3 separate regions of the Mus musculus genome follow, and regions 2 and 3 are each linked to region 1. A link is a contact called in public HiChIP or PLAC-seq and Micro-C data. All regions are on one chromosome and are shown on one strand. The core of a region is the stretch at or near the end of the contact, and the rest is flanking DNA. Distances in the headings are between cores, read along the strand shown.

What was found. Hi-C and Micro-C count contacts between places; a contact is called where the count stands out from the background. HiChIP or PLAC-seq counts read pairs in DNA pulled down with a chosen protein or histone mark.
Region 2: an H3K27ac HiChIP or PLAC-seq map of embryonic stem cells shows a contact between it and region 1, with 5 read pairs. The contact joins two enhancer-like sites. A contact is called at or near these places in 1 of 484 Hi-C or Micro-C datasets (embryonic stem cells), 2 of 115 datasets of contacts at active chromatin or transcription factors (embryonic stem cells and large pre-B cells) and 1 of 9 other capture datasets (adipose tissue).
Region 3: a Micro-C map of embryonic stem cells shows a contact between it and region 1, with 2.1 times the contacts expected there. The contact joins the promoter of Ttc9b here to the enhancer-like site in region 1. A contact is called at or near these places in 3 of 39 promoter capture datasets (embryonic stem cells, pre-B cells and stem cell-derived epiblast-like cells), 3 of 484 Hi-C or Micro-C datasets (all in embryonic stem cells) and 2 of 115 datasets of contacts at active chromatin or transcription factors (both in embryonic stem cells).

The regions. Positions count from the first base shown.
Region 1 is chr7:27,284,214-27,287,064 of GRCm38.p6, reverse strand. No RefSeq gene overlaps it. Among named protein-coding and RNA genes, the nearest start is that of Numbl, 27 kb to the right of the region's middle. Within about 2 kb of position 1,419, at least 50 of the 459 cell types and tissues checked have an H3K27ac peak or open chromatin away from gene starts, as enhancers often do. A contact at or near this core is called in embryonic stem cells and stem cell-derived epiblast-like cells, where this site is marked.
Region 2 is chr7:27,572,600-27,575,779 of GRCm38.p6, reverse strand. It overlaps 2310022A10Rik (RIKEN cDNA 2310022A10 gene), which reads right to left. Exons shown (of 10, transcript NM_175107.5): 8 at 1,040-1,189. Among named protein-coding and RNA genes, the nearest start is that of Akt2, 17 kb to the left of the region's middle. Within about 2 kb of position 1,394, at least 88 of the 459 cell types and tissues checked have an H3K27ac peak or open chromatin away from gene starts, as enhancers often do. A contact at or near this core is called in embryonic stem cells, where this site is marked.
Region 3 is chr7:27,652,209-27,655,308 of GRCm38.p6, reverse strand. It overlaps Ttc9b (tetratricopeptide repeat domain 9B), which reads right to left and starts at 1,385. Exons shown (of 3, transcript NM_028417.1): 1 at 962-1,385; 2 at 215-397. The coding sequence starts at 1,382. Gm38973 (a long non-coding RNA gene) reads left to right here and starts at 1,077. Exons shown (of 3, transcript XR_881908.3): 1 at 1,077-2,059.

The DNA.
Region 1 (2,851 bases), core at 170-2,669:
AGGAGGAATGCCTGGAGAAGTTCTAGGCTGTGCCTCTCTCAGGGAAGCGAAGATCAGAGAAGATGTGAGACCCACAAACGTTACACAGCTAGCTGTACCAGCGAGCCAAGCTCTGTCCCCATCACTGTCTGCCTAGTCCTATTTATGCCCTCCAAACATCATGTGTTCTACATGTGTCATGCCTCAGCATGCGCATCTGTCTCAGCTGACATCACTCTGCCAATCAGCCCAAGTCCTGGGAAGCAGCAAGAAACTGCAGCACACCACCAGAAGTTTTTTGATGTGTTTCTCTCTATGGCATCCCAACAAATGCAGCTCGACTCTGCAACGTAAGGTGAACCAATGCATGTGTGTTGTTAGCAAAGACTCGCTCATCACGTGTCCTTTTACGTGCTTGCTTTAGCAGAACATCCTCTTTCCTGTGTCTGTGTCAGTGAAACGTCCCTTCACGAGTTCACCTTAGCCTTTCACACCTGTGTCCACTTTAACAAAATGTTCCTTCACCCACGGGCCCCAGCAAAACACCAGCCAACACAGCTGCCTTTCCAAAGAACCCTTAAGTTTCCACGTCCGAGGACAGTCCTCGGGAGTTTATCTGGGACTCAGGGTGTTGGACTTGTGCAGCAAGCATCTTTTACTAGCTAGCCATGTCCCCAATGGGACTTCTGAGTTCCCTCAGGGTAGGTTCTGTGTCACTGCAAAAACCTTAGCATGCAAAAGAAATATTTTCCCAACTTGGGGTGGTGCGGAGAGTTGTGCATAGAGGAGGGATGGAGACTTAACAGGCATCAGTGATTGCCTGGGGTGGGATAGGAATAAGGAGTGACTACGCATGGGTGAACAGGTCATTTTGGAATGACCTTAATGTTCTAAAGTAGAATTCACAATGATGGACGCTCAACTGTAAAATCGCCATCGATTATGAGATCATTTAAAATGTGAACTTTATAAATAGATTACATCTTGCTTTAGATTTATTTAATATACGTGAGTACACTGTTGCTATCTTCAGGCACAACAGAAGAGGCAACGGATCCCATTACAGATAGTTGTGAGCCAACATGTGGTTGCAGGGAACTGAACTAAGCTAGATGTTATGTCTGTGCACTAGGTATGTGCAGTGCCTGCAGAGACCAGAAGAGGGCAATGAATGGCCTAGAACTGGATGGAGTTACAGCCGCCACGTGGGTGGTAGGTTTTGAATGGATCTCTCAAAGAGCAACCAGTGCTCTTAACCGCTAGCTATCTCTCCACCCCACCCCCCAAGTAGATTATATCTTAATAAAGCCGCTGGACAAAATAAAATCTGTGAGGCGGTAGTGATACTCCGCAGAGTCAAGGGTCGGGGGTGGGGGAGTTAGAGTGGGATGGGGCTAAGGAAACAGTCAGGGAGGGTGAGATAGGATCCCAGTCAGAGTGTGGGGGAAGCAGGCAGAGAGCTGGGAGCAGGGTGGGGTGCTGTAAAACCATAGGCAGTTGGATTGCGGGGAGCTGGCAGAAAGTCTGGAGTGGAATGGACACACAGACAGGATGGGGTGAAAGCAGAGGGTAGGGTGGGATGAGTGGATAACAAAGATCATAAGATGGAATGGTAGATGCAGGCAAGAAGTGGGGGTGGGGCGCAGGCAGAGAAGAGTCCCGTCCTGATTTGGCAGGCTCGCGCTGACAACGCTGTTTTATAGGCGTCCAGCAGAATAGCCAGATCCGAACTAGGGGAGTCAAAGAGGGCTTCCCAGAGGAGCAAGCTGCCGAGCCAAGGCCTGAGGGATAACGTTCCTCCTGGCTCTGACGACAGTTGTTTTTTCCAAAAATGATGTTCTGCCTCCCAGTCCTTTTGAGTGTAAGTCCTTTGCTAAGCCAGCCCTCAGGCCACTCCATCGCGGCGCAGCCAAGGTCACCAGGGGGCGCTTTCCAGCCGCACTCCACCCTCTGTCCTACTATGCGCTATCCTATCGCGAGCGCAGGATTCATAGCTCTCACAGCTAGGGTTGACTGCGTTGGCCGCGGCCGCCGGTAGGAACCAGTCCTCTGCAGCATCCGGAGGAATCTAGATTCTCCCAGCTTAGATGAGAATAAAGGACTGAACAAGGATCCTGGGCGCTGCTCCTGGGAAAGAGGCACAAAGGCCGGGCTCCACAGTGGCTGGGAAGCTTTCCTAAGCACTAGGTAGGAGGTGCCAAAGCAGCCAGTAAGGATGTCCCTCCAAATGATGTAATCGGAGGGTTTATCCGGGTTTCCTAGTTTTATTCTGATAAGGCTGGCCTTTAACTCAATGATCCTCCTGCTTCAGCCTCTAGAGTGCTGGGATTATAATCATATGCCACACCGGGCTTTTTCCTGGGTCCATTCCGAGGGAACCTAAGCCTGGGGACAGGAGGTGGGGTGAGGGGACCAGACTATGAGTTCTGTGCAGGAAGAGCAAGAACCTCCATGCAGGCCATGGGAGAGAAACTGGTCCAGTCGGGTGGTGGTGGGGGGGGGGGGGGGCTGGGGGCGGTAGGGAGGTCTTGATGAGATGCCCATCTTTGGCGCTACCTCTGGCGTTCTCCACCTGTTTGCATGTGCATGGCTGATGAGGGGCAGCGCTGAAAGACCTCCTTGGTAACAGGAAAGGCTGTGCAAAAATCAGCCTGGGGTTCCCACTGACTGAACAAAGGCTTGAGGGTGCCCAGATGAGGCTCATCTCTAGCAGAGCCCTCTAGCCATGCCTGGGGTCTGCATCCCAGCACAGGTGTTGGTTAAAAGTCCCTGGTGCTGGGGTAAGTTCTTGACGCTAGATCCCAGCCTGTTTCTACCCCAGCTTCAAGGCTGGCCAGAGGCTGGGTTTGAGTCCCAGCTTCTTCCTTCTTCC
Region 2 (3,180 bases), core at 145-2,644, 290 kb before region 1:
CTGGAGGAAATCTTATAGTGATACCTAAAAGATAATGCTCATTGTGCCAAAAAAAAAAAAAAGGGACTGAGGCTATAGGTGGGTGGTCAACTATAGGTGGGTGGTCGAGTACCACCCTAGTATGCTCAAGGTCATACTGCCAGCACCTCAAAACAACTGGCCAGGCGATGGTGCCTTTAATCCTAATACTCAGGTGACAAAGGCAGCAGGATCTCGTAGTCCGAGGCCAGCCTGGTCTACAGAGTGAGCTCCAGGGCAGCCAGGGCTACACAGAGAAACCCTGTCTCGAAAAAAAACTAACAGATTACTCATAAATAAATATTGAAAGGAGGAAAAAGGAGCCTCTATGTGATGGTGTACATCTGTTTGCCTCGGGGAGTGGCACTATCAGGAGGTGTGCCCTGTTGGAGTAGGTGTGTCACTGTGGGTATGGGCTTTAAGGCCCTCATCCTAGCTGCCTGGTAGCCAGTCTCTCCTCGCAGCCTTCAGGAGGAGCAAACTCTCAGCTCCTCCTGCACCATGCCTGCCTGCATGCTGCCATGTTTCCACCTCGATGACAACGGACTGAACCTCTGAACCTGTAAGCCAGCTCCAATTAAATGTTGTCCTTGTAAGAGTTGCCTGAGTCATGATGTCTGTTCACAGCAGTAAAACCCTAAGATTCTCTAAGGACATATTCCCAGTGACCCACCAGGGTCCACAGACAACAGCATGGGTATGGCGCCCAGGAAAGGATGTGCACTATCGGGAAGTTGTAGCAGAACCAGCAGAATGTTCTGAAATATTACCACCATAAAACCGCTACCTCCACAGGCCTCATCGAGCTTGAGCTTGGCTTTGGCTCGCAGTGCCGGTATGCACTGTGGTCCTGCCCTTGGCCAGGTACGGTCACTTACTTTTAAGGGCAGCCATGACTGCCCTTTTGCCCCTGCCCTCCAAGGACAAAGAAGGACATGAGCCCAGCGTATAACCCATGAGCCCAGCGTATGATGGCAGAGCAGAGGTGAGCGCTCTCCCCCTGAGCCCACACAGCCTGTACCTTTTGCTGCCTGCTGCTGCTCCAGGATCTTCCGGGTGCGGGGCGTGGTCCCCTTGGGCATGTGGATGATGTACTTTCCCTCCATCTCAGCCGTGACCCGCCGCCGCTTGGTGGGAACAACCAGGCTTTCCTCCTCCCTGTGGGCCAGAGCTGGTAAGGAGACAGGGGGTCAGCTCCCTTAGGGATGGATATTCTGAGCTGGGGATGAGAGACACCTAGCTATGGTCAGGACAGTTTACCTCTGTTTCCGTCCTCAATTCTGAGAGAAAGTCTCACTATGTAGCCCAGGCTGGTCTCAACTCACAAACTTCCTGCTTCAGCCCCTCAAGGGCTGCTTATGCGCATGCACCACTGCCCAGCTGCAGCCCAGTTTCTCATTGCTCACTGGTGTGACTGGCTTTCATGTGCACAGCTGCCCCATCACCAGACTGAGTCACTGAGGACATTAGTCATCTGATGTGACTAAACCACAAGATGTGCTCGGGATTTGACAATAGTGATGACTTCCCAGGCTCTCTGAGGTATGCCACACCCTGCTTGAATGGCTAAAATGTGGAACCCATGGGGTGGGTGGATTCGAGTCCCATAGGCTGCCTTTGGAGCTGTGGATGCCTGCCCTTTTTGACTTTTTGTTTTGGGCACTCAGCTTTTAACCAGTAATCAAGGGCCATACTGGTTTGGCATGGCGCAGAATTAAATTATACTCTAAAATATTTGTCTTGGGGCTGGGGAGATGGCTCAGTGGTTACAGAGAACTTGCAGAGGATCTGGGTTCAATTCCCAGCACCCACATGGTAGCTCACAACCACCTGTAAGTCCTATCCCAAGGGATCAGATACCCTCTGTGGTCTCTGCTGGCACAAAGCATTCCCGTGATGCAGACATTAATGCAGATAAAATATTCACACTTTACACATAAAACATGTAAAAAAATTTTTAAAAAATGGCATGGCAGCAAAAGCTTTTACTCACAGAGCCATGGAGCCAACCCTAAATTATACTTCTTTTTTGTGTTCAAGACAGGGTCTCACTGTGTAGCCTGAGCTGGTTTGGACCTTGTAATTCTCCTGGCTCAGCGCCCCCACCCCCATTATTAGAATTAACATCATAATCTACCACACCTACTTTATATTTCAACTAAAGACTCCCCTTCAGAGTGTCAGAAGGTAGGCGCACCAGTCTCTCATCTCAGGGCACTGTCATCTCAGCTCTCTAGAAACTGGTTTAACTTTCTGTTTCTCTTTTTTGGTTTGCTGTACCCCTAGCTAGCCTGAAACTCTCTATATAAACTAAGCCAACCTTGAAGTCTGAATAATCCCCCTGCCTCTGCTTTCTGAATGTTGGACTTATAGTGTGTGCCACCCTGCCTACCTTTTTACATTTAATTTTTTTTCTTTTTTTTTTTTTGTTTTTGTTTTTTTGTTTTTTCAAGACAGGGTTTCTCTGTGTAGCCCTGGCTGTCCTGGAACTCATGTAGACCAGGCTGGCCTCAAACTTAGAAATTCACCTGCCGGGGGCAGTGAGATGGCTCAGCGGTTAAGAGCACCGACTGCTCTTCCAAAGGTCCTGAGTTCAAATCCCAGCAACCACATGGTGGCTCACAACCATCCATAACAAAAATCTGATGCCCTCTTCTGGAGTGTCTGAAGACAGCTACAGTGTACACACATTAAACAAACAAACAAACAAACAAACAAATAAATAAATAAATAAAATTAAAAAAAAAAAAAAAGAAAGAAAAAAAGAAATTCGCCTGCCTCTGCCTCTACCTCCCAAATGCTGGGATTAAAGGCGTGCGCCACCACTGCCTGGCTTTACATTTAAATATTTTTATGTTTATAAATTTTTGTGTTGGGGATTGAACCCAGGGCTTAGTGCATGCTAGGCAAGTACTCTAACCATTGAGGTACAGTCTAATCCCAGAGTCTTTTTCTCTTTACGAGACAAGTTCATGCTTGAAGCCCTAGCTAGGTACAAACTCACAGCAATCGTCTTGCCTAGCCTCCCAAGTACAGGTGTCATAGGTGCGAACCACTACACTCAGCAACTGATTTACCTTCTAGTTCAAGGTGCTTCCACAGCACACACCAGGCAAAGATAAGCAGAGGCGTTGGCAGCAGACAGCCTGTGATGGGACTACT
Region 3 (3,100 bases), core at 136-2,635, 370 kb before region 1:
AGTTGGTTGGGGAAATGCCAGAGGAACAAGGTGAGTATACCTTTGGGGACGGTGGATGGGTGCTGGATGAGTGTATGAGGAATCTTAGGTAGCTAGAGAGAGCTTGTCTGGAGCTGGTAACAGCACTTCCCTGGGGTGGCTTGGCTCTGCCCTGGTCCTCCCGCCTAGGTTTCCTCTGTTCTAACCCCCTGCCCAGCCCAGCCCTGCCACTCACCTGTGGGCTCTCGGCTGCGGGCCTCCTGTAGGTAGCGCAGCGCACGTGCATAATCACCCAAGTGGTAGAAGGCAATGCCGGCACGATAGGTGGCCTTGAAGTTGCCCTGCTGTTTCTCCAGCACCTTGAGACAGTACTCACGCACCCGCTCATAGTTCACCAGCTCCGACTGCAGGAGGCAAGCTGTGGGATGCAGAGACCCTGTAGTCTCAGACACAGCCTGCATCCCCTAGGATTCACATGACCTCAAATAACCTGACCTCTTCCCCTGGGCATATGGGATTGCTCTGGCCACCAGGAGACACTAATCAGCTAACCTGTTAGTATAAGAGCTATCTGCGCCGCCGCTAGAGGGCGCAGGACAGACAAGTCTGAAGCAATTAGCTGGAGGTTTTCCCAAGTAATTATAGAGGGAGGGTCCAAGAACGAAATAGCCGGTGCAGGGTAAGCCTTTCTAACCTTGGCTCATGCGTGGCAGACCGGGGGAAAGAATGAGTCAGGGAAGTGGGGCTTAGAAGACCAAGTCCAGAGCCCGTTTCATTATTCAAGCCCCTGCTTACTCCATCCAAGAAGCCCTATTCATCTACTCCCAACTCTCTTCCTCAGCAAGTTTTGTAGTCTTCCCCGCCAGACCACAGCCCTGACTCCTTCAGCTTCCAGCCACCACAGGCTCTATAGCCTCCTGATTACCCCCTCACTACCCACCCGTTTCACCCGAGTCCTCTGCGCCCCCCGACGGCCCCGTACCAGTGAGGGAGTCGTAACATTCAACCTCTGTGTTCTCCACCAGGCGCCGCTGCTCCTCGCTGAGGCGGGCGGGCCCCGGGCTGGTGGTGGGTCCCGGGGAGGGGGTGGGCAGACCGCCAGGGCGGGCCCCTTGAGCCGCCTTCAGCTGCAGCAGTGCCCGGTGGTACTTGCCAATGGCTTCTCGGAACTTCTTCTCTCGGTAGCAACGCTGACCCTCCGCCTTGAACGCCACGGCAGCCCGCAGGCTGCTGTCGAGCGCCGCAGCCAGGCCCCCAGACGGCTCTGGGGCAGGACCCGACCGAGCAGAGCCATGGCGAGGCGCTGAGCCGGGGCCCGGCGGGGAAAGGGCGGGAGGCGGGCGCGGTGGAGGCTCCGGGGCAGCGCTGAGCATCAGCACCGGGGACAGCGCGCCGCGCTGCATTGTGGGAAACTCCTGCGGCCGCCGCTGCAGCTACCGCATCGCCCCCCGCGGGGCCGGTCCCCACCCTTTCTCCGCCCCCACATCTCTGGCTGCCGTCTCCGGCTGCCCCCTATGGGTCTAGAAAAACCCCTCCAAACTCCCCCTCGCTCACCCTCAAACCAGCCTGGGTCTAGTTGTTCTGGCGCCTCTCCCTTGTCCCCACAGTCCTTACCCTCCCACCCGACTGCATGTTCTCCCGGAGATTTCTAGAAGAAAAAGGCTGAGCGGGCAGACATCAGTTTTGTGGAAAGCTGGTTTTCAGCCCACTAGTCATTTGGCATGTTGGATAAGAATACAGGATTGGGAGTCAAGCTGCCCGGCTTCAGACACTGGTTTCTCATTACTCTATGATTTGGACAATCCCCTCAAATTACCTATTGTACTATAGTGCGGGACAATAGTACATACGTTGGAATCGATTCTTTATGTAATAAACAAATAGCCATTGCTCAATTTCTGTTCAGGGGGAGGGGGTTGATGGGCCAATGTAAAAACAAACAACAACAACAGAAGTCAAGTGGGGTAGCACCTGCCTGTAGTCACACTCGGACATCTGAGGCAGGAGAGTGGAAAGAAGTTTGAAGCTAATCTGGTGCTAACGAGGAAATTCCAGATCAGCCATGAACTACAAAGAAAAGGTAGGTGTGGGAGATTAAGGAGAAGGGAGGGAAAAGGAGAGAGAAAGAATTATTTAGATAGAGCCACATCTCCTAGGTTCACAGCCTAGTGGAGAGACAGACCTGTAACAGCCCAAAGTGGCTGATCCTGGGAAGCGCAGGAGGAGAGCCATGGCTAGCATGGAGAAGTCAGAGGAGGCATTTGCTCTAGGTTGAAGTGTGACTGGGGACTTCCTGGAGGAAAGGCAACTCTGCAACCTAGCCATTCTGTCCCTTGCCTTCCATTTCCAGAAAAGCCAGTGGGGAGGTGACAAGGGTCCCCACTGACAGCCCAGGACCACCAGTACAATAAGGACAACCAAGAAAATGCGGCTGCGGCTGCGCTGTGGTGGCACTCCCCTGCAATCCCTGCACTTAGGAGGCAGAAGCAGCAGAACTCTATGGTTTCCGGGCCAGCCAGAGCTACACCTGACTCAAAAAAGAGGGGGAAAAGGAAAGAAATTCGTTCATTATGGGCCAGCAACATAGCAGTAGCCACCACGTGAGTTCCATCTGTGGAACCAGCCTCTCAAAGTGGTTATCTGACCCCTTCCTACATATACCTGCACACACACACACAAACTCACGCACATACACACACACGCGCGCGCACACGCGCACACACACATACACACACGCACGCACACACACATGCACACACACGCGCACACACACATGCACACTCACATGCACACTCACATGCACACACATGCACACGCACGCACACATGCACACACACATGCACACACACACACACACACACAAGCATGCACATGCACACAAACAAAGAGTGTAAATTTTAAATCCTCTTAGAATTTCTTTTCAAGATACTCATATGCAGGCAAAAAAGAAACAAACAAAACCACAACAACAAAAGGGTGGGGGGAGCTGGAGAGATGGCTCAGTGGTTAAGAGCACTGACTGCTCTTCCAGAGGTCCTGAGTTCAATTCCCAGCAACATGGTGGCTCACAACCATCTGCAATGGGGATCCGATGCCCCCTTTGGGTGTGTCTGAAGACAGC